Regions from separate parts of the Mus musculus genome. Here all the other regions are linked to region 1. Evidence: chromatin contacts called from public Hi-C and HiCAR-type data. All regions are on one chromosome and are shown on one strand. Each heading gives the region's core, a stretch centred on a gene start, on an enhancer-like site or on the middle of the called end of the contact. The rest is flanking DNA. Distances are from core to core; before and after follow the strand shown. Region 1 holds the start of Rbm43 (RNA binding motif protein 43). Region 2 has its middle 31 kb from the start of Gm32360. Region 3 has its middle 64 kb from the start of Gm13497.

Region 1 (4,708 bases), core at 1,354-3,853:
TGACATTCTCAACACACACATCCTATCACTTAAGGCATTACAAAAACTGTATTCATTGAACAAAACATTCCACATCCGACAACACATTGGGCACAAGTGGCAAGCAGAAAGAAATCTGTTGCCCTGAAATTCTGTCCTCTTCAAAACATGTACTGTACAGAGCTGGGAAAATGGCTCAGGGGTTAAGAGGCCTTGCTACTCCTACAGAGAACCTGGGTTCCATTCCCTACACCAACCTGGTGGCTCACAACAGCCTGTAACTCCAGTTCAAGGGAGTCTGACACCCTCTTCTGGCTTTTGAAGACACCAGGCACGCATGTGATGTACATACATACATGGAGGCAAAACACACACATAAAATACGATAAAATTAATTTAACGAATAAAAATGTGCGGTGTTGTCTTTCTGCCCTGCAGCATTCAAGGGGCTTGACAATTCATCCAGTGGGGACTTCTAGCTCAAGGATAAGAAGGTCACTTACGTCATTTCAGAGGAGCTCGGTTTGCATAAAAACCATATTGCTCTACAGAAGGAAACAGAGCATCTCATTTCGAACACATACCACCCACAATAAAATCCTGTAAGACTACAGTAAAGGCCATCCAGGATTAAGAAGCAAGATTAATTCTGGCTAAAGCACGAAAGGCTCTGTGAATGAGAGGCCTTGAAGGCTGGGGCAGAACTGGAGTTGAGACAACAAAATATCAAGAAAAAAGAAGTTTTCAGGCTGAGCAGTGGCAGTGCACACCTTAGATCCCAGCACTGGGAGGCAGAGGCAGGTGGATCTCCATGAGTGTGAGGTCACAATGCTCTATAAAGCTAGTTCCACGACAGCCAAGGCTACATAGAGAAACACCGTCTTGGACAACCAAACCAAAAAGAGGGGGAGGGAGGAGGAGGGGCGGGGAGGGGGGAGGAGGGAGGGGAGAGGAACAGGGGGAAGTTGTTTTCAGCACACAAAGCTGGGGCAGGGATGTGGGGAGGGGGGGGGGGCATGGCTCATGTTGGTCGAATACAAGGCAAAGGGAGACCTCCTGAAGATAAAATTCTCAAAACTGTAAAAAGTTAAAACTTACTGGGTATATGACAAAAAAGACACTTTAATGGAAGTAAACTATTTGTCTTCTAGATGGTATAGTGAAAAGATGAAAATATACCTCAGTCTAGTCCTCAGACACTTAATGCAATTTCCCTTACAAGAGGAACTTTTCAGACTTCCAGCCTGTGTGACTTCCTGGCTTTTATCTCTGCAGCACAGTTCCCTGACAGCCCACGCCAGCCTCCTTGGTAAGTGGCTCATGAACTACAGACCTTCCAGCCATTCATCAATATCAAAGACAAATATCCATTTAAGCTCAGGAGAGCTCCACACCTCATCAGCACTAATGCGTTTCTTAATTCAAGTGTCTACGCACACGTTATCTTTAGAATCACCTTGTTCTGCAAGACCTCACTTCATTCCGTGGTCTCGTCAACGTCCTGCACATCCTTTCTTCACTAACTCACTTAAGTCTGAGGACATGTGGCTACATGCCTTCTCCTGAGACCCGTTATAAGCAGAGAATGACCTGTCTTCCTCTGTGCACAGTGAAGAAGAAAAACAATCCACTCAAAGACTATGAAATACGGGAATTTCAGCAGAGGTGTGGTGCCATTTTACAGTTTCCATGCTCTGCTTTAAGAAGCTCTGGCCTTGATGTCAGAAAGGAAGGAAGGAAGGAGAAAAAGAGGGAGAGAGAGGGAGACAGACAGACAGACTGACAGTGGTGTAAAGTAACACTTTCTTCTTAAGTGTGGCACTAAGAAGAAATATTTCATTTGCTGTTTTGTTTTCTATTTGTTTTCTCAATAGTTTATTTTCATGCACTATACCTTGACTCTCACCAAGTAAAACACACACACACACACACACACACACACACACACACACACACACACACACACACACACACAAAATCAGGTAAAATATATATAGAAACTCACGCACTCACTGTAACAGCTCCAAAACACAGTCATCTAGGCAAAACCCCGGGTCCCTGGTCAAAGGCCTAGCTCTGACGGAGAGAGGGACAGCAAGCCAGTGCCTTCAGCTCAGACACTTCTTACTGGCTCCTTCCAGTAGTTAGCCTCCATTTCTGGGTCACTGTCCTCGCCCCCACTCCTAACCGCAGTCCCGCCCAAACCACCTTCCGGACAAAACCCGTGAGTCCCTGCCTATTGAGCAGGGGCGGGTGAGAAAAGAGGCCGTATCCCCACGCGTGGGAGCCAGACCTGCTGCGCCCGTGACGGCCACTTCGGGGCGCGCGACCGCGCAGGACACGTGCTCCGGGACCCTCGGCGCGCCTTCCTGCACTGCAACCCGGGGAAAAGCGACTTGCCAGGCCTCGGAGATGTTCGAGCAGCGGGAGCGCTAAACTGGAGGTGAACGGGTTCCGCTTTCGCTTTCCAGTTCCGTTTCCTTGGAGACTCAGTTTGGAAGGGCGGAGCCCGGCTGGGTCGGTCCCTTGGCGCCTTTGAGGTACCTGTGCAAGATGCCCCAGGGGCATCTGGGCTTCTCTCCAAACTCATTCCTAGGCTTTGCCCCGTCTCTCCAGCGCATTCTCAAACCCGATCCCCGACACTTCCTTCCCGCCAGCAGGGTCCGCCCAGGCTCATCACCGGTGGAACGCAGAGCACATGAAGAAGGTACCCTGCTGCCCACAAAACTCAATCACTTGGCCGAATGGCCCTGGAGCCTGGGACACAAGAAATCTAGCCCAGTAAAATCAAAGAAATATAAAGGCAAAAGCAGAGCACGAACTCCCTTGTAAAGAAATAGAAACTGAAATTGGGAGATACCAATTTTCAACCGGTGTGCTCAAATTAGCAGATCCCACAAACCAGTTTAGATGCAAACATTTCTAAAGATTTGGACATCTCTCAGGGACTCAGAATACAGCTCCCCACATAAGCACTTTAGCTTGCCCTATTCCTGAAGCCAAGTCCCTCTGACCCCTTCCTGACTCTCTCCTGCATTTTTGTTGACCCTAAGCCAGTCACAGAAAACAGGATTCTTCTTCCCCAACGTTGGGTCATATAAAATAGACACCTCTCGTCCCAAACAAGCTATGAAACATACTCCCCTCTCTCTGAGGGAAGTCCCATTCCCGCATTAAGGAATGCTGCACAGAGCAAAGATGAATCCAGACAGGCTGGGATGGCTAATCTTGACTGTCAACTTGATTAATTTGGGAAGAGGACCTTCAACTGAGAAACTACCTCTGTACTGTAGGCATGTCTGTGGCATTTTCTGTCCTTTTTTCATTTTTTGGTTTTTCGAGATAGGATTTCTCTGTGTAACTCTGGCTGTCCTGGAACTTGCTCTGTATACCAGGTTAGCCTCGAACACAGGGATATCTGCCTGCCTTGGCTAGAATTAAAGGGGTGTACTGCCGCTATTGGAGTGTGGCATTTTCTTGATTGCTAATTTATGCAGAAGAGGTGAGCCTCCTGTGGGCGGTACCATCCTTAGGCAGGTGAAAGTGAGCAGACAGGAAGTGGTCAGCAGCAGTTCCGCCAGGCTCCTGCTTCAGGTTCCTGGCTTGCGCTGCTGTAACCTATAAACCAAAATAGACCTTGACCTTCCCAGGGTGCTTTGGGTCATGGAGTTTATCCAGCAATAGAGAGCAAACCAGAACAAGAAAGCGAACTTCTGTCCAGTCACAGTTCCCAAAGCTGTCCAATCTTTATCTACCTTGAGCATAAAAACTGTATTTTTCGGGCCTCTGGCTGTTTCTCTCGGATGACCTCTGTGTCACATTCAATGGTGATAAGCTATTAATAAAATTAGTATGCTGTTCTGATGCTCTTCTTCTTTTCAGTAGGATTGGTAGCCGTGACCTTTACCGTGACTAAGGTAAAGGTCTTCCTGTTCTAGCATTATCAAAATACAAAGACATGCAAGCGTGTAAATGTGCAATTATCCTCAAACTTAGCAGCTCTACTCTTGGAAGTTCCCTTCCAACACTAGTGCATGAGTGACCCCAAGAGGCCGGACAGAAATGAATATATGCTGCTTGTAGTGAGGAGTCCACTCAGCTCACCAATGAAAGGACCTACTTACATACTTGATGGTACTTCACAGCTATGAAGATTTTAGGACAGAATGAGATAGGTCTCCTCTCCATGTAATTATATAGTTCCTCAATTTATAGTTTATCTCCAGATCTTCCTGTCTCGGCCTTCAAAGTGCTAGGATTTCAAGCTGATGCCACCATGCTGACACATCCCCACTATGCCAATTTGAATGTCTAATAAAGTGTAATGAGAGCAAACAGAAAGAACACTTTTTTCCCCTATGTTTTGGATTGAAGCCAGTGCCTGTGCACGAGAGGCCAGCACTATCCTCCTGACTCCCTGCTTCCTACTCTATCAGCTTGCTTACACCCCCACATTTATGTTCTTGATACAGCATGGTGTCTTCCTTTCCTTTTGCTGCAATCAAATCCCTGGACATAATCAGGTTAATGGAGAAAGGGTTTCTCCTGGCTCACAGTTTCATCTGCAGGATGGCAGGAACTTGAGACAACCAATGGCACCACACCCACAGACAGGAGCAGAAAGCAATGGACTAACAACTGCTTAGCTTGATTCCTCCTCTCTTATGCAACTTATGCGACCCAGGATCCCTTGCTCAGAGAACAGCGCCACCACTATTATAACCACAGA
Region 2 (4,708 bases), core at 699-3,198, 880 kb before region 1:
CAATGAGGATAGACAGTAAGGAAGGGGTTGTTCTGATACATTAGAGAGAACAAAGGAAAACAGAAGATAGGAAGACCGCCAGGAGCAAAGAGAAGTGTTCAGGGTGAAGGCTGTGCCTTTATCTTGATCTCGGGGATGCACTTATGATTTAAAAGTGCTTGGTACATGCTTAATTGGGCCAGAAAGATGGCTCAACAGATACCGTACTTGCGTGCATGGCATCACTTGAGGGCCTGAATTTGATCTTTGGAACCACATGGCAGAAGGTGAGGAGTGAGTCTTGAAAGTTGTACTCTGATTCTTATATATCAGCTATGGCACTTGCCCCCATATACTCGCGCACGCACACACACACATGAAATAAATATTGAAAAATTAAATATATTTAGTTTAGTACATGTAAGTTATAACTCAATGAAGGGTTAATGGTACTAACACATGAAAATTTCCTATCATTTATGTAAGGAAAATATAAATATCACCGATCAGATTAAATGGCTAACAATATGAACAGGGGATTTAAAAAGCAGGAAAATAGCCGGGCGTGGTGGCGCACGCCTTTAATCCCAGCACTCGGGAGGCAGAGGCAGGCGGATTTCTGAGTTCGAGGCCAGTCTGGTCTACAGAGTGAGTTCCAGGACAGCCAGGGCTACACAGAGAAACCCTGTCTCGAATAACCAAAAAAACAAACCAAAACCAAAAAAAAAAAAGCAGGAAAATACAAACTGATGATATTCATTTTTAAAGGGCAATGTTTCCTATAAGGACAGTTGAAATAAACCACAGCCTTTTAAACTGAAATATCAACATCAAATAACAACAGTATCATGTGTTGGAAAGAATGTTTAAGGAAACACCACCTCAGATTGTCTTATAGGGATGAAATCTGATAGTAGCTTTTAAAGCTGAAGTTGGGCAATTGCCACAAGAATGGCAGAAGTAATCAAAGCCTTTGTCTCCGGTATCTCCACTCCTTGGAGTTTATCCAAACAAAACAAGCGGAAAAACGGAAGCAGATAAATGTGATGAAGGTTCAAAATCCATGCCCTAAGTAAAACTTGAACATGTAAAACTTGGGCTGCTAAAAGAATTAGCCTGGTCCACACAGAGCAAGTCCCAGAACAGCCAGGGCTACTCAGAAAACCCCCATCTCAAAATTTAAAAATGTAATGACATTTTATTTCAGTAAAGATAATATTTGTAAACACTATTTAATGTCTTAAAAATATTTTGCACACAATGGTAAGAACCCAGACAAAATGTCTAAGTTCAGTATTGGTTTGCAACCACAGGGAAATGCACAGAGATTCTTTCATGATGAGAAGTAAATTATGATTTTTAAAGATATCATTAGCCAATTGTAAAGTGACATATCTTTTCTATGACATATCTTTTCCATTCTTTCTTATATTCTTCTATGTCTTTCTGCCCTGAAGTGTTTTTCTTCTCACGAAATATGTAACTTTGTAAAGATGTAACCTCTGAGAAACAACAAATAGATTTTTTTTCTTCTGTCCTTTGAAGATGGAGGAAAAGTTCTGGGCCAGTGAAAGAGGGAGCTCTGGGTATTTCCTTTTCCCACCAGACTGAAACAATCTCAGTAGAATGTTAACAAGCACGGCTGTCTGTGTGTAACATTACCTCTTCCACCACCTCGGCCTCACCCCACCCTCTTTTTATGTTGCTTAGTCATGCATCGTTTCAGAGGCCATGAAATCTGGCTCAGGGGTTTGCTGCCAGAGAGTTGGAGTGAAGTCTCTTGCTTCCAGAGGAATTAGTTTAAACCAGCCATGAAGAAAATGAAGACAGGCATACAGGCAGAAAAAAAAAAAAAAAAGTCAAGGTCCAAACTCCAAATTTCATGTTGACCAGGAAATGAAGGGAGGGACTTGAAGAGCGGATGTCACTGTGGATAGATAGCACTGGTGTGGAAGACCTTTGGTCAGAGGTAGAGGTGTGCTCACCCACAGCTGAGGGACTTCTCCCTGCACCCAAAGGGATTCCGGCTACATCTGGTTTGGGTCCACCAGGAATCATGAGGCTGACTCTGTAACAAGTAAACTATAATTCCCCGAGGAATAATTCCAGGCATTTTGACAATTCTGAATTATGTCGCTGTTAAAGCTTGGCGACCTTTACCATACATCTTATTTTATGGGTAAATTTGTCAGCTTTTTCTGTAATTACAATTCCACTCTCTAGCATTCAGTTCTTTTATTTTTCTTACAGAGAAACAACACCTTCTTCTCCACCCCTCTTTTATGCGACCCTGATTTCTGTTGGAGAGATTACTGTAGTTTTGAAAATGAAGGCTTAAATGTTCGAATCTAGCCCCTCCTCCAACTCCAGTTTGAGGCCTTAAGGGTATCTTCTTAGAGAAAATCTGTCCTGTGCATTTGCTGGTAGGAAACAGTCAGCTAGATCCTTGCTTTGCAGGACTAAGCCATCAATTCGTAGGACTTAGGTGCAAGCTACTGCTGGCTCCTTCCTCATGCAGTCCCTCAGGGCTCCTGCCACAGGCTCAGCTCTGATAGTAACCCATCCCACATTCCCACCGGTTCAGGTTTCAAAGACTCCATGAGGTAATTATATCTTGATTAAGACATCTCTATCATTTAGCTTGAGATCATGAAGACACGCTGGAGCCAGGCACAGTGGTACCTATCTGTTGCACCCATGACAATGGAAGGAGACCAGAAGTTCAAGGCCAGCTTGGGGCTACAGAGCATAAATCTAGCTCAAAAACAAACAAGCAAACAATGCAAAATCCCCACAAGGACTAACAATATTTCCTGTCACAAAATATGTGGCTTCTATTGTTATGTTTAAATGTCAAAGCAACTGTGTGAAAATGGTCATTTTAATGGTGGCTTAGAGTAGAACCTGTTAGGTATGGTGTATTTCTGCAAAATGTGTCATGGTTGTGCATCTCTGAAGGCACAGGCAGTACAATACACAAAAACAAATTAACATCAGGGCATACTTTTAAAAAAAAAAAAAAACTTTCTGTCTAGAGTGTGAACCTTGCCAGAAAGAAAGCAAATGTCGCTGTGCGAAGATACAAGAATTGGAAGGCTTTAGACTTCTTCACATCAGCCAGGAGAAACTGTATGACACAGGACTACCTGATAGGCATTTATTTAAATCTGTAACTCTGGAGTCAGCTAGACTTTCATTCCATTATTAAGGACTGAAGTTTTAAAGATAGTTTTAGACCTAAGTGATTTAAAAAACAACAAACAAACAAACACTACCAAATGCTTCCCTAGGAAGCTCTCTGAGAGTTCTTCCATGAAATGATGGGAGAAGACTTGGGTCTTCAGTAGGAGAATGAAGCAAGGAGGAGTCCCCACAGAGCCACCATGTAGCAGGAGACCTCCAGCATACAGGATAGCAGCTCAGGCAAGAGAGCTCCCATAGAAGAAGCTCGCAGAACACCCAATACCTGTGAAAAAACACTAAGAGAAGAATCATACGAGACTTAGTTACTGAACAGCACTCAGGAAACTGAGAAAGGCAAACAATATTATTTATTAATCATAAAATTGTATTAGTTTTTCAGAATTTCATAATGCATAAATTATGTGTTGATCATATTCCCAAGCTGCTCTCAGATCCACCCCCAATTCCCCACGCCTCCAAGTTCATACCCTCTCTTTTCTTCTTGCAGTAAGCCACTGAGTTCCATCTGTGCCGCCTATTCATTCATAGACCCTGACAGACACATCAGAGGACACATACCAGGGGACAACCACTCAACAAAACCTGACTCTCCTCCCCTAGAAGCCATCAACTCTAAATAGCTCCTCAGCTGGAGTGGGGGCTCACAGGCCCCGCCTCCCTCAGCACTGGAAGGTTGAGTGACATGATCTGTTCAGGCATCCGCACTGCTGTGAGTTCAGGAGCATAGCAACCCTACCACATCTGGAAAACCCTGGTTCACTCTCATCTTCCCCAATAATTTAATAATATATAATTCAATGATTGTATGTTTTGTTTTTGTTTTTGTTTTTTTTTACAAAGTTAAATGATGTACAGAGTACAGATGATAACTATGAGCAAATTAAGATGTAACTATATTAGAGAACTGAAATAAGAAGACATCCCTAGCAAGATGATGGAAGAAAATTCAAATCATACCCCTTGTAGTGAAGAATCAATGAATAGAGGGGGTAAGGGGGAGGGGAGTGTGGAAACCCTCATGGAGTGGGCTGGGCATTGTGGCTCAGTGGAAAGAACTTGTGTTATGCAGCCATGAGGGCCTAAGTTGGAATCACAGCACACATATAAAAAGCAGAGAATGGCTGTGTGTACCTATAACCCCCTAGTAGGGGATGGAGATGGGTGGATGCCTAGAGATTACTGGCCAGCCAGTTTAGCTGAAACTGAGTGCTTTTGGTTCAGACTGCCGAAGGATGACAAGACAGAAAAGTCTTGCTCTGCCGGGCGTGGTGGCGCACACCTTTAATCCCAGCACTCAGGAGGCAGAGGCAGGGGGATTTCTGAGTTCGAGGCCAGCCTGGTCTACAGAGTGAGTTCCAGGACAGCCAGGGCAACACAGAGAAACCCTATCTCGAAAAACCAAAAAAAAAAAAAAGAAAAAAAGAAAAAAGAAAGAAAGAAATGTCTTGCTCTGGTTTTCGCATGCCTCAGGAACAGATGCTCCTGTACACTCTTTTGTGTAGTCCACAGATATACACTACACAAC
Region 3 (4,708 bases), core at 707-3,206, 630 kb before region 1:
ACTAGCAATTGAGGAAGGATGCAGGGCTCAACCTTGTTCTCTTGGGGGGGGGCTTCTCTGCCTAGGACCCACAGAGGACTCCTAAACCAATGGTCCTTGGACAAAATACAACATGACACACAAACAAAGAAAAAAAGTCTTATTCAAGTACACTTGGAGAAAATGGGAGCCAAGTCCTACAGGTAGCTGTGTTATAGAGGCATTCTGTGGTCCTTTCAGTGCTAGTACTCTTTGTTAACCTCAAAGACAGGGCATAAATGAGTCGTTTCTAAAACCAGAACACCCCTTAAAAGTATAGGAATATAAGTGGACATTGCATAGTTTTGAAGAATGTCAGTTTGGGAGACACAGCCCAAAGATACCAATTTACCTTGCATACAAAAAATTCAGGTATATCTGGAAAGTTTAGAAATATATTAGCTTTTTGTGCATCTCTCCTAAGATGTGCCAGGGACCTAATATTTTACCTGCAGTTTTCCCAGTTGTCAACTTTATTTCTTCTTTCACGTCCTTTTTCTTTGCATGAGAATGTCCAGGGTCACTTACTCAATTCATATTTTTACAGGTATAATTCACTGTCCATTTTAGTAGCTTGTATTAGTTGCTTTTCTTTTTATTTTATTTTTTCTCATTAAGTCACCTATTCCATCTATTTCCTTGGGTTTATAATACACATTCTTTGTTCCTTATTTTCTCTGCTATCCTCCACACACAGCATACATGCTCTAGAATGTTTCTTTGCTCAGTGTTGATTCCAGAAAATGCAACTACCTGCCTTATTTGAGAGCATAGCTGGGTGGGCTCTCTCTCTCTCTCTCTCTCTCTCTCTCTCTCTCTCTCTCTCTCTCTCTCTCTCTCTCTCTGTGTGTGTGTGTGTGTGTGTGTGTGTGTGTGTGTGTGTGTGGTGTTGATAGAGATACCTCCAAGGACAAGAGGTAAAGCACAGCCTAATTCATATTCAGCAGAGTCGTTTCTTTGGCAGCTGAAACAAACCTGCAGAAGTCCTGCTGTCACAGAAACAGACTCAGACACCCACCCCTGGCTCGTCCACCTGCACATACACTCAAGGGAGATTGTTCTCCTGGCTTTCGGATTACAGCTCCCTCACAGTGGGCTGTATCGCAGCCATGAGTCATGAGAAGCTGAAAGAGTCAAGGCCTGGTGATGCTTATAGGAACCTTTAGTGGGCAGAACATAATTACAAAATCCAGCCCTAAGTGCTATTTCTCATTATTTATCTTCCAAACTGCCTCCTCTGCCTCAGCACAACGTGACAAAAGGCCCTGGCTCATCTGAGTGACTGGAGAACGTGCTGCTTTGTTTGGTGAGATATTCTGGATCCTAAGTGCGGCTGGCTCTCTGGTTTGTGAACCTTGATCAGCAAGTGCTCTGCATTTCTCTGGTAGTCTTTGGAAACAGGTATGTAGATGATTCACAAGACTATTGAAGGTCTTTAAAAAAATGACAGATGAATCATAGAAAAGACGACTAGAGCAGTACAAAAAAAAAAGCTGAAAATGTTCTGCTTGTAACCACCCATCCTTAGTAATTATTCATTTGGGGAGAAAAAAAAATGGATTCACTTATTTTCACTTCCTGACATTAAAATGAACTATGAATGAACCTTCTTCTTCTTTTTTAAAAAAATAGTTGTTGTGTCTTGTTGCTTATTCATAAAAAGATGGAACTGTTTTCTACTGAGTGGTTTTCCTGTGATAATAATAAGCTTATCATTAGTTTGAATTTTCAACTCAAGTGTTCTCATCAAAGACGGCTGTTGAACAGAATGAGAAATTGTTGTCCCTTCCTGAGATTTTCTCAGCTCTCACCGGAAACATGCTCCCGCAAACACTGACCCAGCTCAACCCCACTCCGTTTCTCAGAGCAGATGAGGTCATGTCCTGGTGTGGTGGCGCTCTGCACTGCAGTCTCAATCATTTGACCATTGCTGGCATAAAAAAATGGGACCCAGGATTTTAGATTACACAGCCATCTAACAGAGGAGGGTACTGTCTGTACGGGGAACACTACATGATTCATTTTTTCTTAGAAAAAAAAATTAAAGTCATATTTCTTTGATGTGTCAGCAGTGTTGACTGAAAGCAGATTGCAGATTCTTTGTACTCAACTAGAGGGAGAAATCCAGGGAGGGAAAGCAAGAGAGCAAATGTGAGGTTTCTCTTCAATCAAGCAGGGTTAGCGCTGTTTCTAGCAAATTCACCTAAATCAAGTGCATAGCTCTTGGAATGTAATAGTGTAACCTAATGATGCTCACAGAGAGGCCATAGGAAGAGGAAAATGAGAAGAGAAATAATTATTCTTGTCTGTCTAGGGAGAGAAATGCATGGGGAGGGGACACACAGAGCCTGAAATGTTGGTGTGCAGTGGGAATACAAGGACGCACATTGAGAGCTACAGGAAGAGGAAGAGATCATTCCCGAAATAATTTGGAAGTAGGACCAGAGGCTATACCGAGGCTCTCTGTTATCTTTGTTCTTCCTCTCGCGTCATTCTACTGGGATCCCATCAGGCTCTCTACAAAGATGCACAATGTCTATGGACAATAAACATTACACCTGCCCGAGAGTGGGGGGAAATTAGCCCACTAAACACAAGAAGTTCAGCTGTGCCATCCCTAAAGCTTTCTGGGAAAGAATGGCTTGGAGCTATGGAAGAACATAGGCATTTTCTGGAGGCAGAAGGAAGGGTAGTGACTCATCTGCTTCCTTTATATGGAAATTATCCTCTGTGTCCCCTTGGGCTGCAAGGATTCCCATAGTTGAGGATTGCTACTGCCTGATAATGTCTCCTAGAACAGCATCACTGTGCTGTAGTCTTTTATTCACTTAGAAGCTTCAATGCCTGTGTCTTCCTTCTTTGACTATCACTGATTGTGCCCTCAAACCAAGGGTGAAACAAACCTAGGGATGATTTCTAAGGTCTGCACACTCTGGTACCAGAAAGATACTGGGAGTTCCAGGAACTCCTTGGAAAACAACCAAGTATGCAGATGTAACAAGGTAGTTGCTGTTTGATCTCTGAACAATACACACTTTCTCTAACTAAGATGGCCAGCTCACCCAGGGCTCAAAAGACAGCCTGCTATATGCAATTAGAATCTTACTGAAAAGTAAGAGAATTAACAGAGTGGATTTAGCTGATTGCAGCAAATCACAACTAAGGTAATGAACTTGAATGCATGGTAAACAACACGACTTTCTACCAGCTGAGTTAGATGCAACTTCTTGTGCTCAGCTTGGGCTTTTTGATGTTTCCGTGGCTGTTGTTTTAAAATCATGAATAGCAGCAAGGATGCCTAGATGGACCTTCACATCATGAGCACAGCACTGTTCACACCAAAATCGTAAAATATCCTCAACAAATGGAGTTAGAAAGAACACCTGCCAAGGCTCCCTTCATTGCTTTGCAGGAAGCTTTACAAATGGTGCCATGAGAGTCATTCTAAATTAGACTATCAGGCTGACAGGCCTAGCATCACTGGCTTGCACAAACCTCATCGAATGTGACAGGATGGAAATCTAGGTGGCATAATGAGGCATGGGAGCAATATTTTCAAGGGTGCTAATAGTTATTCCACGGATCTTTCCCCTCAAGGCAAGTAAGCTCCCCAAATTCATATGTCTATTTTCATGTATTTTCTTTTTCTTCATTGTTCTCCTTCCATGAGTGATGCACCGACATCCAGTGGGTTATGCCAGATTTCAGATATATACTTCCCTCCGGGAAACAAAGGATGCTCAGGCTTCTTGACCATTTGAATGGAAAGCAAACTTCCTGGAGGATACAGGATGTAATCGTTTTCTAAGTCAGGCAGTCTCACATCAGATTTGTGGCTTGTCCCCTCCTCTGTAATTACGTTTTGTTTGGAATCATCTGTGCTACTCTGCATCGATACTTTAAAATTCCTTAATTAAAACTACAAATCATCAAAGTTCACACAGGACCGGTGCTTGTGATGTTTCTTATTTTAGACATGGGCAATATAGAATGAGAATGAAGACATAAATAATCTTGACGTGGATTCAGCTGAGATCATTCAATTGAGATGTCCCTGTTCTTTGCAGAAGCTGATCTCAGTCAGGAAGAGGGCAACAGTCTGCAGTTTCCACGATACATAACTGGAAAAAATATGTCTAGAAATGTGATAGACAGATATGAAACAAAGGCAGAAAAGACTAAGTTTATTTTCTGATTTCAAAGTCAGTTTTCAAGTGCATTTAGTCATCTGCCCAGTTTTCATAATCAAGAAAGAATTTTTTACTTGTGAGATGACGTTTCATCAATCTATAACTACTTTGTTTGTTTGTTTTTGTTTTTACAAATAAACCCTTTAGTTCTGGAAGTCAGGGGTTCCAAATACTTGCCATTTACTACCCCTTTCTGCCTGAGAAAGTTTTATTCGGCTCCAGATGTAAGTGCATATGAAATAAGGTAAAATATATGAAATATGAACTAGATGTACCAATCAAACATTTACTTGTAACAAAACATGAAGATGTATCTTAAAGAAATCACTTGAAACACATAGATCTTACCCATGATTAAAGATGAAGCAGATTGCATCCTAATGAGATGGGTTTATATTTACTAAAAGAATTAAACAACTGGATATATTATACTACGCGGTATAGACCACCTTCAACATTGCCCATATGTGACCAACAATTTTATTTTAAGATTTATCAGT

The links. Hi-C and Micro-C count contacts between places; a contact is called where the count stands out from the background. HiCAR-type assays count read pairs that join an accessible place to other places.
Region 2: a HiCAR-type map of astrocytes shows a contact between it and region 1, with 3 times the contacts expected there. The contact joins the enhancer-like site here to the promoter of Rbm43 in region 1. A contact is called at or near these places in 6 of 39 promoter capture datasets (the 3T3-L1 cell line, cranial neural crest, embryonic stem cells and 3 more), 2 of 115 datasets of contacts at active chromatin or transcription factors (astrocytes and stem cell-derived neural progenitor cells) and 1 of 9 other capture datasets (embryonic stem cells).
Region 3: a Hi-C map of bone marrow-derived macrophages shows a contact between it and region 1, with 13 read pairs. The contact joins the enhancer-like site here to the promoter of Rbm43 in region 1. A contact is called at or near these places in 1 of 39 promoter capture datasets (hippocampal neurons), 1 of 484 Hi-C or Micro-C datasets (bone marrow-derived macrophages) and 2 of 9 other capture datasets (adipose tissue and embryonic stem cells).

What each region holds. Positions count from the first base shown.
Region 1 is chr2:51,932,560-51,937,267 of GRCm38.p6, forward strand. It overlaps Rbm43 (RNA binding motif protein 43), which reads right to left and starts at 2,604. Exons shown (of 5, transcript NM_001141981.2): 1 at 2,273-2,604.
Region 2 is chr2:51,054,588-51,059,295 of GRCm38.p6, forward strand. No RefSeq gene overlaps it. Among named protein-coding and RNA genes, the nearest start is that of Gm32360, 31 kb to the right of the region's middle. Within about 2 kb of position 1,949, at least 70 of the 459 cell types and tissues checked have an H3K27ac peak or open chromatin away from gene starts, as enhancers often do.
Region 3 is chr2:51,303,720-51,308,427 of GRCm38.p6, forward strand. No RefSeq gene overlaps it. Among named protein-coding and RNA genes, the nearest start is that of Gm13497, 64 kb to the left of the region's middle. Within about 2 kb of position 1,957, at least 64 of the 459 cell types and tissues checked have an H3K27ac peak or open chromatin away from gene starts, as enhancers often do. A contact at or near this core is called in adipose tissue and bone marrow-derived macrophages, where this site is marked.